Regions from separate parts of the Mus musculus genome. Here region 1 is linked to region 2. The links are chromatin contacts, called in public Hi-C maps. All regions are on one chromosome and are shown on one strand. The core of a region is the stretch at or near the end of the contact, and the rest is flanking DNA. Distances in the headings are between cores, read along the strand shown.

What was found. A called contact is a pair of places that touch in the nucleus more often than the background predicts.
Region 1: a contact with region 2 is called in a Hi-C map of the N1E-115 cell line, with 6 times the contacts expected there. The contact joins the promoter of Hand2 here to the enhancer-like site in region 2. A contact is called at or near these places in 13 of 39 promoter capture datasets (the 3T3-L1 cell line, the C10 cell line, the SN4741 cell line and 9 more), 8 of 484 Hi-C or Micro-C datasets (the N1E-115 cell line, embryonic limb bud and uterus), 11 of 115 datasets of contacts at active chromatin or transcription factors (craniofacial prominence, embryonic basal ganglia, embryonic forebrain and 7 more) and 1 of 9 other capture datasets (embryonic stem cells).

The regions. Positions count from the first base shown.
Region 1 is chr8:57,316,896-57,323,722 of GRCm38.p6, forward strand. Hand2 (heart and neural crest derivatives expressed 2) reads left to right here and starts at 4,088. Exons shown (of 2, transcript NM_010402.4): 1 at 4,088-5,566. The coding sequence starts at 5,012. Hand2os1 (Hand2, opposite strand 1) reads right to left here and starts at 3,964. Exons shown (of 6, transcript NR_154048.1): 1 at 3,794-3,964; 2 at 3,289-3,393.
Region 2 is chr8:56,705,168-56,712,376 of GRCm38.p6, forward strand. No RefSeq gene overlaps it. Among named protein-coding and RNA genes, the nearest start is that of Fbxo8, 160 kb to the left of the region's middle. Within about 2 kb of position 2,119, at least 18 of the 459 cell types and tissues checked have an H3K27ac peak or open chromatin away from gene starts, as enhancers often do. A contact at or near this core is called in the N1E-115 cell line, hippocampal neurons and uterus, where this site is marked.

The DNA of each region.
Region 1 (6,827 bases), core at 2,838-5,337, 610 kb after region 2:
AGCCCCCCCCCCCCGCCTCCTCTGTCTGCACAGATCTGTTTTGAATGGAGAACCTGTGGCAGGGGGGTTTACTCCCCAAATGCCCCACCCTTCCCCCAAATCCAAGAAGAAATTCCTCAGAAGAAAAGAAAGCCACATAAGAGTCAAGGGCACCTTCTCCTGCCCTTCATTTTTTGAATGGGACATAAAAGTTCAATCGACCAGATTCCCTACTTTACAGCTGTCTACTTTGAAACAATTTTGTCATGTCTGTACACAAATACCCAAAAAGAAAAAGGAAAAAAAGGGCTCTCTCAGAGGGAAGCTTTGGCTGCCACTCAGCCCATAGGCCTTGTTCTGGATGTCCTAAAACATGGTGGGACTAAGTGGCTAACATGAAAAGTGACATAGTGCCTTCCCAGGAGGGAAAAGGCCTGCAGGGGATCCTGAGTGTGGCAGAAACAGTGTCTTTGGAGCAGGTGAGGCTGAGGTTTACATCTTCAGTAACAGATTCATTTTCCTGTCACCTTCTGGGTTTGGAATTCCTTTGGGGTTCTTAGCATGTTCTGGAGTTCACTTTGTTACAGGTATTTTGAGGAGTCTTCCCAATCAGTTTACTACCTCAGTTCAGGAAGGAAGGTAATAGGGGGACTTGAAAGATGATGAAGGGAATTGAGTCATAATTCCTGTAAATATAAAATGTGTGTTTATGGCCTTCTGGCCTGGTTCTTTTCAGATCCAGTTTATTTGGAGTACTCATGAGCAAAACACGAGATACAAAATTGCCCTTGCCTTTGAAATAATAAATATTTGGAAAAGATCTGTATTTCCCCTTAAAAAGAGACTGAAGTTTAAAAAAATATTTAGTTTAAAACAGAGCTTAAAAGTCATATCTCACATAGGGCAAAAAATGTTTGCAACGGGTTCCCCAGCCTTTTTCTTGCCCTTTGAGTCTTTTGAGAAAGTGGTAGTAAGAGAAAAGAGACAAATAACATGGACACAAAGTAAATGTTTGAAACTAGCCTTGCCCCTTCAGCTGAGCTTGTGATGTACAGAGCTGTAGATACACCATCAGCCTCAAAGAGGATTATGGACACAGAATCTCCAACACTCCCCTAAACCTGGGCTGCCTTCCTGTGATGATGTGCAGACCCAGGGCCACTCGGCCCTTAGCCTCCCGGGGGAGAGATAATCCTCTATGGTATTCCTCCCTAGGCACCCAGAATGGCCCACAACCAGCGTCATCACAGATCTATGGTGCTTGAGAATTCTAAATGTGTATCTTAAAGAGCAGCTCACCAGAGGGCCTGCTTGTACAGCCCAAGAGTGAGGGAGCAGGCTGACATCTAAGTTAGAAACTATACAACCACATTCTTCCACCTTCTTCCTGATCACCAAATGCCAACTTCCCTGTCACATCACCCTGTTAGTTCCCTCATAATCACCCCCTGGGGTGGGACAGACTTTCTAAACTAGGGACTAATTTAAAATAGCATCTTAGATTCAGAGTTTGCCAAAGCAGCAAGTTTACCTGGCAGTCCGAAATTACGGAAGTAAAATGTGTCAAAAGATGCTAAAAAGAAAAAAAATGAACAATTGCAGTAAGTATAACTCAGAGCCAGCCAACTACTCATGGTAGATACCACCAAAATTTACCCACTGGTCCCCTCTCTCCAGCCACCTACAGAACGCTATCCTACCACTCTAGTCTCTGGGTTTGAGTTCCTAAGATCCATGAAGCTTTAGACCCCTGGATTGTAGTAATTAACTGATAATGGTGCTGTCAGTGAGGAGTGATGGTCAGATTAGCATTTTTTACAGCCCCTTTTCTGTCCCATGTTGTCCATTTCTTTTATCACTTGTGAGGATGCTATCTGGAGCTACGAATCCATACCCCTACTTTTTGTTGTTGTTGGTGGTGGTGGTGGTGGTGGTGGTTTCAATTTTAAAAGCAGGAAGCGGGTTGGGGGGAGGCTAAAAGTAGCACCTTCTGATCCCTAAATCCTGAGGCTGCAAGTGAACAGATAGCTTCTCTATCCCCAGCCCTATCTTTCTGTGGATTCTTCTTCTATCTCCCAACGCCCTGAAAGTCTATTTCCTGAGGCAGCCAAAAAACACCTTTCCTAAGTTTTTTATCTGTGATTGGACAGGACATAATCATCTTACCCAGTCTACCTGTTCCCGAGGCCTAAATGTTTTTATAAACAAGTTTTTTTTTAATGTATCAAATGTCAGAGGCTTTAACTACCAATATTTACTGATTCAGGGTACCCCTCCTGCTGAAAATGTAAACAGAATTCTCCACCACATTACCTCTACTTCTTTAAAACCACTCTCCTTGTACCCCAAGCTGCAGACCCACCGAAGCTGGAAAGCAGAGCCCTATGTAGGTCACTTTGTTCTGCCATCAAACTCAAGCCTCTGAGCTAACCAGCAAGACTAGGTCCAGCTACTCCCCATCCTGAATTTGCTCTGTCTTAGTTGACCCTCTGCTGGGGGCTGGCCTGGAAAACTGACCCCTTGCAAACAGAAGAAAGGCCACAACCTTTAAGTTCTCCCCCTCTCCCACCACCCAGCTCTAAAGTCTTTTTTTTTCCTCCGTGAGATTACCACAGGGCAGTTAGGTCTCAGCTCGGGTACCCTGGGAGCAAGAAGATGGGCTCTCCGATTCCTTCTGATGTGGCCTTCCAGACAGAATAACAGCCAGACAGACTCTAGGGACATGGGAAGGACTGTCCATGCAGGATTCTTAACTTGGGGTTCTCTTTAATGTCTGGGACCAGAGTGCTTCTGCCTCCAAAAAGCGATGCCAACGGTGGGAGTCACTTGTGTCCCCTCTGCTTGCCTCCTCAGGTCCAAGGCCAGCTATCGGTGTGATCAAATTTACAGCCTAAGGGCTTCTGTTGACACCCTATTACACAGGGACCTTCTTCGTGTGAGTGAAAAGAAGAGATCCTCATACAGGCCAGCCGGAGGGTGGTTTTGCCTCCTTCCACTGACCGCCCCTATCCCGCGCTGCTGGGGAATCTCCTAGGTGCCCCGAGGCCCGCTAACTTACAAGTGGAGATCCATTTTCCGTTCTAATGCGTTCAAGATCGCCAAGGCAAGCAGTCTAAACATCCACGAGCCTTCCTCCCTGCCTGTCTCTTAAACGTCCGTTTAATGGCTCCCCTCCGATAACTAAACCTGCTTTCCACAGATGCCCGCTTTTATGAGGGAGGCAGGAATGCAGAGATATATTTATATGTTTGTTCATAAAAACTAGAAAATAAGCTCCGAACACGCTGTAAAAACTATTCAGTTACTTACCAAACAGGCTAGTTAAGCAGGAGGAACACGGATATTCGCCACACCACAGATTCGAGAAATCGAGGTGCCCCACTTTGAAAATCTTCGCAATCTCTGTTAGGGTTGCTGCAAATGAGTGTGGGCACAAACTGAAGGTCTCATCCGCGTTCTCTGCAAGTTGTCATCCTAACTTGGGTCATCCACTTCAGTGCCTAAGCAAACAGGCCACTGCAACTTTGCCAAAGTGTGCCGGGTCAGAGGAGCGCTGGCGCTCTAGCCTGGTCAAAGAGACTCGGCTCACTCCCAATCGCACCTTAATGGGATTCCATACCGCCACCTCCAGACTCTTGTCGCCACCACCACCCACCCCAAATCCCCTCCCCAGCCCAGCACAAAACTATAGGAGACTGTCGGCTCAGTTTTCTGCCTCGGTTACCTACAAAACACTTGAAAAGGCATAATCTGCGTTCCTTTCTCTATTCACCCCACCCCTGTAATCAGAAAAGAAAGCGAAATAATACTGTACCTGGTTTAAGATTCTTCAGTATTGGGGGGAAATATTTTAATAGCGAAGCATCTGTTAAACACTTGCATTAACCTATGGCTGATAAAAGGGTTTTTTTTTTACCCTGCCCCCCCCCGTTTTAATTATCTTATGGTTATGAGTGGACAACCAATCCTAGAAGAGGACCTCGGCAATTAGCAACGTGAACATCAAAAAGTTTTATTGCGGAGAGCGCGAGGCGCCGCCCCCGCCGCCCCGGGATTGGCGTGAGGAGCCTCTGACGACATATATTAACCCGAGCGGCCCTAAAGATGTAGCTGTACATGGAGATCTTGCTGGGAAAATCGGCTTGCTCCCCTCACCGCGTCCAGCCCAAGAGAACCGCCGCCGCTGCCACCCAGGAGCTTCCGCGGCCACTGTCTGAGCACACCCCTCCGAGAGTCCATTCGCCGCTTCCCAGCTCCGAGGTGCCTTCAAGGGCCCAAGATTCTTGTCCGGAGAGGAGAGGATCTTAGAAAATGGATGCGCTGAGACCTCTCTGCAAAGCCTCCGAGAGAGCCTGAGGAGCGAGGACGGACACGTTCCTTACAGCTTTAAAAACAAATCACACTCAAGGACCAAAACAACAACCAAATAATTTTTATTAAAACAATAAGCGCCCAAGAACCCAGATCGAGCTGGTGGGGGAGGGGAAGGGGCAGGAAGGGGGAGGGTCGCACCGAGGTAGCTCCACGCTAAGCTGCGACCCCGCCGCCTCCCGGCACAGCCGGGCCGGCTCCTGCAGCCCCAGCTTGGACTCGCCCCGGATTCCAGGTCATCTTCGGAGTCAGGAGTCCCGTGGCCGGCGTCTGCGGGACTGCCTCGCGGGAGCCGGCCGGCACTTTTGCATGAGCACCGGAGCGCTCTGCCTGGTCGCTGCAGCGGGGAACGCGGGAGCCGGCGCGCGGGCTGTAGAGCTGGGCGGGCGGCGGCGGCCAGCAAGGGCGCACCGTGCCGGGACCAGCTCGCCGCGCCCCATGGGGAGCCGGCGGCCGCGGCACAGCTGAGGCGGGCCCGGCGGGCCAGGCGCGGGCCCCGGGCTGCAGCGGCCCCCTCTGCGGCTGCAGGGCCGGCCCGGGAGCCCGGGGGTTGGGGGGTGGGGGGTGGGGAAGGCCGCCGATCGCCGAGGTCGGAGCCCGATCGGAGGGCGCGGCGGGGCTGCGCGCACGCTGGGGCGCGTGGAGGGCCACGGAAGGCGAGATGAGTCTGGTGGGGGGCTTTCCCCACCACCCCGTGGTGCACCATGAGGGCTACCCATTCGCCGCAGCCGCCGCCGCCGCTGCCGCCGCCGCCGCCAGCCGCTGCAGCCACGAGGAGAACCCCTACTTCCACGGCTGGCTTATTGGCCACCCGGAGATGTCGCCCCCCGACTACAGTATGGCCCTGTCCTACAGCCCCGAGTACGCCAGCGGTGCCGCGGGCCTGGACCACTCCCATTATGGGGGAGTGCCGCCCGGCGCCGGGCCTCCCGGCCTGGGGGGGCCGCGCCCGGTGAAGCGCCGGGGCACCGCCAACCGCAAGGAGCGGCGCAGGACTCAGAGCATCAACAGCGCCTTCGCCGAGCTGCGCGAGTGCATCCCCAACGTGCCCGCCGACACCAAACTCTCCAAGATCAAGACACTGCGCCTGGCCACCAGCTACATCGCCTACCTCATGGATCTGCTGGCCAAGGACGACCAGAACGGAGAGGCGGAGGCCTTCAAGGCGGAGATCAAGAAGACCGACGTGAAAGAGGAGAAGAGGAAGAAAGAGCTGGTCAGTACTAAGGGATCGAGGCTGGTGAGGGACTCGGGGTTCTTGGGACCGCTGTTCTGGTCTTTCCATTCAGGCTGAGAAATTGTGTGCCACATTCTTTGCGTAGGGAGCCAGGTTGTGGAGTAGGGATGGTTTCCTCAAAAGCAAGACAGGAGGATGTCAGCAGCAGAATGTCTTCCTTCGAAGTTGCAAGCTCCTCTCTCCATTTAGGACCGACCTTCCAAAATGTAGGAGCTCACCAATCTCCCAGTCACACTGGCCAGGTCCCCTCATTCTGTGTTCATTAAAGCTATCTTTGACCGCCAACCCAACTTTTCTTCTAAATATTTCTAAAATAAGTTACCTAATGACCTCTCGGTTCCAGTGACTCCACTATTGGTCGCATCCCCCATTCCAAAACCGAGGCTGCCTCTGACTCTAAGAAAACGTTATGCTCCTTCACATTGCTAGGGCACGCGGGAGGTAACGGTAAACATTAAGTACCTTTAACTTCTAGCGTACAAGTACAGCTTTAGTTTCTCTTTGGCAATAATGTTAGAGCGTAAATTCTCCCCTAAGTAATTCGCGAGTGTTTCTAAGTTTATTTGAGTGAGTTTGTGCACTTGAAGAGTAAAAGTTATGCACATTGTGGTCATTGTTATCAACTCTAACATGAAGTTATGCCGAGCCACTTAAAGTGTTCTCGGATTCCTACCAACTGCCGGTAAAGTAATGGAGTTCTGGATAGGGCATGACCAGGAAGAACCTAAGAAACAATTCCATTTGTGGAGATTTTCTCCTTTGCCGCTTGCAGCCCTTTGATTCATGCATAATGGAATGGACTTCCGAATAACCAGAGATTTCAAGGGCCCTGGAGGAGACAAACTGCTGAACTCAATGTACAGAGCTGCTGCTGGCTGGCGGGAGAAACCCAGGCCAGAGCAGAGGGGCTTTTGGATATGGGTTCGCTATTGAAACAGAGGGCAGATTAAGCGCTGGCCTCTGCTTTCTCCCCTGCAATAGCAGGAAGGGAAAAATAAGAACCTAGGCTTCACCATAGCCGGCTAGAAATCGGCCATTTGTTTATAAACTTGCTGACTGGGTCCTTGAGCATCTGGAGAGAAGGCCTCGGCGGTAACCAAAGCACTGGAAACCAGCTTAACTTTTCTGCAGGGGCCGGTACCCGCACCATCCCCCTCTTTAGGTGTTCCCTCGTACCCTAGCGCTCAGTGTCCTCTAGGCCGAGGCGAGCTAAGGTGGCTGGGACTAGGCGCTAAACCTG
Region 2 (7,209 bases), core at 869-3,368:
TGGAGAGGGTTTAAGTGAAGCCCTCCAATAAATATGGGATGACTCTGATAATGCCTTCGTAAATTTGAGTAGAAAAAATTTAACCTCCCACAGAGAAGCTTTTGAATCTACGATTCTTTAGGGTTATAAGATGGTAACTTCTGCTGTATGTTAGGAAAGACAGGTTACTGCACATAGCTTTTCCTTCTCTTTTCTTGACGATAAATGTAAGAGTGCTTTATTTTATTTTATTATTATTGTTTTTAATACTAGTGAGCTGGTTGTGGTGCCTTATCCTTGAACATCAGCACTTGGGGAGCTGAGGCAGGAGAATCACCCTGAATTTGAGGCCAGCCTTAGACTAACCTGTACTTGCAGTTACAGTGAGATCAAAAGAAATATTCATTAATTGCTATTGCTATAGCAACACAAATTACTCTGTGCATTGCCTTGAGCAATCCACATAAAACAGTAATAAGTCATAATAAATCATCAATAAATATATACTTCATGAGCTAACAAAATAGTATACAACATGAAAATCATCTAATTACACATCCACTTACATGGTAATGACTTTTGTTATTGTTTTGAGACAGAGTCTCACTGTTTACTTCAGTTTGTCCTTGAACCCACAGTTCTCCTGGTTTAGCTTCTGAATGCTGGAATAACAAGCTGGTACCATGCCACCTAGCTAAAAATATTGTTTTGAACCAAACTTCATCAAGAAAGGACATTGTATTAGTCAATTGTATTTGCTAGTGCACATTGTATCTAATTAAGGGTACCTATTATGTATATATAATTTTAAAGTGATGGCCATTAATTAGCCTTGGATATCATCATAGCATAATGTTCTTTGCTGTTAAACTAAAGCAATTGACTGAGGAGTGAGATTTACAGCTTCATACTAGTACCCTTTATAAAAATTATCATTTTTTTTCTCTAATTGGTTGACCAAAATCCTTTGAATTTTCCTGGTCTTACTGGGACCTCCAAGGGATTGGAAAGACAAAGTGCACCAATTTCATGGGATCAAAAAAGAGGAAAAGTTGTGGCACATGTGGTATTAAATTTAAAGAAGGAAGAAAAAGAAGGCTTAGAACTGAACATCAGTTCATCGTGCGTGGGGGCAGAGTTCATGAAGCCCCTCCCTCCCTGAATGACTGTTTACAGTTAATGGTTATTGGGAGGGGGGCTTCAAATTCTTTCATGTTGTAGCCACTGATAAGTTACTTTTGTTCCAGTAAATAACCGCCGCCCCTCTAAAGCATGAAACTTTAATTAAACTCACTGGGTCACATACACAAAACAAGTCGTGAAAGTAAAAGAGGACTTGTTTGGTTTTTCCAGCAGGGGAGTGAGGGGGTGTGGAGGGAGACAGCGGGTGGGGGGAGAATGGCTAGAGTTCACTGTGTAAATGAATGAAATTGTCAACGGTAAGACAAGCTTACGACGATACCGACCTATGGTCTGTATATATCACACAAAATCTAGGGCATTGAACCTTCATGATCTTTAGGCTGAATTATTTGACTTTACGTCAAAAGGTTTCATTTTTGCCCAGGTTGTCTTGCTGCCGACCTTATCTGGGTAATGGATAAAATTATGAGCTTTTATGGGTAGATGAAATCCATCGGGTGAGAGAGTCGTGATAAAGTGGACCATTAAATTAGAAATATAAGTTCCAACTTAAAACACACGAAAGCGCACGCAGCCTTCCGAGGTTTATGCTTTGGCAGAGAAACCTGGCTGTAATCTGTTTTCAAATAAATAGATTGTGGACAGCTGTCCTGATATGCCTGGCAAAATGACGATTTAATGCTGATTAGGAGAGAAGGCCTTTGAAGTGAGTGAAGCAGCAGCCCCTACGATGTCTTTAGTGATCATTATCAGTCTCTCCCTGAAGGATGACTTGGTGCCAAAAGCTCTTTGCTGCAAGCTGGTTAAGGTGGATTCGGGAACTGAGGCTTTGTAAGCCTGAAAAGGCCTTCTCATTCACAGGCCTCTGGTGTCTGATCCCTTTAGGACGGTGAATGCCTGAGAATAAACAGATGCCGCCCCTTTCAGGGAAGGGCAAGATCCGCATCGTAGCATTATTTATTCATCATGGGAACGGCAAGCGAACACGTACTCTGCAGAAAAATCAAATCAGTGTTCATTTTGTGGAGCAGCTGCCTTTGGCAGAGAGGACGCATTGAGTTCTAACTTTGGTAACTGAGCAATTATAGACGTTATTAGTTAGGGATGCAAATGAGTGGCTGAACTTTCTTCCAAGTTGTTGTATTTTCCCGTGTAATGCTGACATCAAAACCAGCCTAACACTGAAAAAAAAATGGATTTCTAAAGGGTTGGAGGGGTTCTAGGCTTGTCCACACAGGCTCGATAATAGTATTTTATGCACCAGTTAACCTTGGGGACTAAATCTGCATTTCTTCATGTTGAAGGGTTAAATAGATTTACCTCAAGTCATTGTCTCTGACTGCCACACATAGATTGTTATTTGATCACAAACAGAGGATCAGATAGCATTGAATATATAAGATTTTAGGTGCTAATAAAATTAATGCATTTAGAGCAGGATATCTTCAGACAATGGGAAACATATGTAACTTGCACATATATTACCTGATTTTTGAAATAGTCAATATTACATAGAATTTCGATTACATTACTCCTCCTGCCCATAGTGGTAGAGACTGAACTATAGCACAAATGTTCCACCCCACCTTCCCACCCCATGGAAACCTTTCATAACTACTTGCTTTGTAACCAAAGTTCCTACAGTTGTAAGTTCTGGGACAACAATGGGTATTAACTCAGAAGTGCAAAACGAGGACAGAAAGATGCATTCCTTGTAAATGGCTAAAAGGAGTAAGAAAGTACATGTCACACCCTTTGAATAGGGCACAGCGAGTGTATGAGTGTATGGACTGAATGTAGCTTTATGAGCTGATAAATCAGCGCAGTGATTATCTTGATCTACCTATGCACCCATCATTTTAACTACCTTTTATTCTTCCCATGTTTTAATGTAGTAAAAGTATACTTTGGGAGACCTGCTACTGTATTTAACAATGCTTCCTAACAATGCTTGTTAATTCATGCTGATGTGCTGTGTAGCACGCTAGTGTGGATTTTGATAATGTGATACTGGCTTTTGAACTTTAAAGCAAGGGTTTCCTCCCTAACTTCATGTTTAAAAATATAATCAAAGCTTGAAAGTTTTTTAAAATTATTTTATCCATACATTCTCATTATTTGAAGTTCACAGGAATGCATAAAAACGTAAAAACAAACAAATAAACATTATTGTATGAAGCTGAAATTACAGCAAAAATAAACCTGCCAAGCCAGGATGTGAGAGAGCAGCTCCAGGCTTCCTGTCTTCCCGCGGTCATCCATTGCCACAGCAAGCCGTCTTCTCCAGCTTCCAATAATAACCCCTCACTAAATTTCTTGAAGTTGTTGGTTCCTTTGGTTCAGTCTCTGGCCTGGTGCATAAATCTCTCCAAGAGACACGAAGCATTTTCAAAGACTTTACTTTTCCCATGGTTTATTCCTTGTTCACAACAACTCACTAAGCTCTGCTCTTCCATCTGCAACATTTTTTGGTCCCCTCTCTGAAGCGTCTATGTCTACCTTTCACCTTCACTTTGAGATTAAGCTGAAAGCTTATCTGTATGTAAAATTCCCGTTAAAATGCCCAAATGGTATACATTCTAGAGCCGGCTACAAGATGTGCTTAACTCACAGAATGTAAAGAATTTAGTTTGTACAAATGGAAACATTTGCAATGGTTACACAAATTAAGATATCAGAGCATCCGCAGTCCTTGTGTAGCAAGAAAAGAAAGGCTAAGAATTTAATGTGTGCCTGAACCAGCAAATGCTTGTGATGGTGTTTGGGCATATTTTAGGATTGCTGTCAGTGATATCAACATTATGTGTGATTTCTGTCTTTCTGCAGGATACACTTCTTGTATCTTCATCTATAATATACTATGTATAAGCTCATCTTATTTCTCAGTTTTAATATTCCCATTAAAATTAGTCTTAAAAATTGATTTACGTGGAAGCTATTATTATGCTTCCCTACGTTTATTTTTTTAATCGTGCTGAATAAATGGCAAACTATTGTTTATAAAAATCTCACATACACAATATGGAATCAAGGGCTATGACTCCAGTATACTTAATCTACAGATGTATTTTGGATGATGATTCAGACCTTCCTGAAAAAGAATCTAGATATAAAGGATAATGATTTTTTTAATTGGCCAGTGGTTTATAAAAGTGCTCAGCAATACAAATTCCACATGTGCTTCAAGTGCAGACATATAAAACCAGTGTGACAAGGAAGGATCATTAAGCAATCTGATTTTCTTGTTGGGAGAGTTTAATGCTGTTGGGTATAGTATTAAAATGTAGAATTTGATAGCATGTCTTAAACTTTTAATGATGTGTTCATGAATATAAAACATGCGTCTCCTAGTGACTTTATGACTTCTCCTCTGCATAATTAGTAGTATCTGTTTTATGGGCTTACTGTTGTTTCCTTGATCCCATGAAAATGTGAAACCACTGTAATGATTTACACCATTCCAGGGCTTTAAAGATATGAGCTGTTCCTTAAAATAAATAACAAAAAAAATTTCCACAAGTGTAAGTCTAGAATTGAAGTCTTAATGTCTGGGGCTTAAAAACAAACAGGATGTTTAAATAAATATATTTTCAATATTTTGTTTCGATAGATTTGACTTTTCATAAATAGAAATGTGACTTATATTAGTCTTTTATTATTCACATAAAGCTCCTCTCATTATACACAAGTGTTCATTCCTTGCAGTTGGAACATGTGGGGAAACTCTTTTGAGAAATGACTATTTGGATCATGTATAATCGTAAGATTATGAATTTAAGTAATAAAGAGATACTCATTATTAAAGATTAAAGTTCTACAAAAGCCAGGCAAACTGCATTAGTCATTTAAAAATTCTATTTTTAAATGCACAAGAGTGGCTCTGATTCAGGGAGTTTTAGATTTTAATTAATTTATTCCTTATGATATAATATAAATTGTTATATTGTCTTTAGACTAAAATAACCATGGCCTTTTTTGGGGTTATTTTCAGTATTTAGCATCCTGGAGTGTAACACTTTCATTGGTGGAAAGGATCTGAAACATGTTGATGCTTTTCTTCTAAGTTGGTGACTGGAAGAGAAGTTCTAGAAGTAAATATGCTAAACATTACACAGTCATATCAGCGTTTCCCCTGAAAAGGAAGATAGTGCATCAGTGTAATTTGCATATAATTATGGTTACACGTTCTGTGTCATTGCAACAGAGCTGTGTTTCAAGGGATACATGAGCCATAAGCCTTTCCATTCCAAATAAATGCTTTGGATTGTGCTCTTTAATTAGATCGATGTTTGAAAACTTAATTGGTCAATTATTTGATACTTTGTACAACCTACATAACAGTAAAAACCTTGTAATTTTGGTAACTAGCTATTCCTAAGATAATAGTATGGCGTTATTTAAGAAACAGGTTTTAAGTAGTGTACTTTCAAAAATTCACTAATGAAAACCAGTATTCTAATCCACAAGCTAAAATAATTAACACATTTGATTATTTATAGTGAGTCAGATAATTGGTGGGCTTCCACTACTTCCCCTAATATTTTTATAAATAATTAACCTTATTTTAGAATATCTTAAAATATTTTTATGCAATCACAGTTGTAAAAGAGTGGGAGGCAGAACAGATATTGAAAATATGATAGTTTTCATTTAAAGCTCATTTCCTCTAGAAAGCATAATTTACAAACTATTGAATTTAAAATGTTTTTGATGTAGAAATATTTAAGATGCAAATATGGTTCATGCATTCTATTCTTGCAAGTCTGTGAAAAAAATTTTTTTGCAACATTTCCTCCCATTTTAAATTGAAGACAACATTGAGTGCCTGCTGTGGGAGGATCCCCAGCTCCAACACCCTGAATCAGTTTCCAATCAGCATTTCCTTGTCATTTTTCTATAATAGGGTACACTAACTGCCCATCAAAAACATCCTATATTTATTTAAAGGAAACTTATTTCAAATTTAGGGACATTAAGACCCAAAAGAGTTGTGTAAGCTTTGATTTCTGGTTCCAACCTAGAATAATTTATTTTACTACTGAGTCCCTTTCTATATGAGTGTTTAATAGTCATTGGTCAAACTCACTAAGTTCAGTCTGCTCAGTTACTTAATATCTGCCTTTAGTAATTATTTGAAGTCAGTAGTGAGAAAGGGAAATTCGATTGACTACTACACTTGTAACATCCAAGTGTACTATATGGAAAACTTAGGTCCAGATAGAATTTGTCCACTGCCACCACATCTTTGCTTCAAAGAAACCAAAATTTCAATTTTTGAAAAGATTCATTTTATTTTTAACTATGAGCACCTCTCTCTCTTTCTCTCTCTCTCTCTCTCTCTGTTTTTCTCTCTCTCTCTCTCTGTTTCTCTCTCTCCCTAACAACCCCCTGCCGTGTGTGTGTGTGTGTGTGTGTGTGTGTGTGTGTGTTTGTGTGTGTGTTTGTCTTGGGATTGAAATGCATATGTGTGCAGATGCCCATGAAGGCCAGAAGAGGGTGTTGAATCCCCTGAACCTATGGAGTTAACAGGTTGTTATAAACTGGCTTCTCTGGGAGGTTAACAAATACTTCTAATCACTGAGCTCTCTCTCCAGACCCAGTAAAGACAAAGGTAACACAATATAGGGTCTTAACTTTAGATAACCTTTTAAACTACCATAATCTCATTTCTAGTATCACCTTCATTTCTCCAGGTAGTACCTTAATAAATGATGTACTTCAATTTCCCAGAAGAAAAAAGTTGGACAGCCTTCTATTTACCCATTAGTTCTGGGTTTTTTATCCTGTGATCTCTGTTCTCTAGAGCAATTTTTAAGTAATCTGTGGTATGAATAAATGAAATGGTATATATAAACCAAACATTAATATTAAACCATAAAGAATTAAATCCTAGCCAGATAATTGATACTATAGGACATAGATGATCTTTGACATTTTCTCAATCAGTCACTATTTTGATTGCTGCTTCACACAAACACGTAGAACAGCATAGTAGAAATTTGCTTAGGGCCATTTCAGAAATTGCTGGAAATCAACATACCAATATAAATACAGTGCAAAAATGCACTAATTTATGCTGACAAAGGA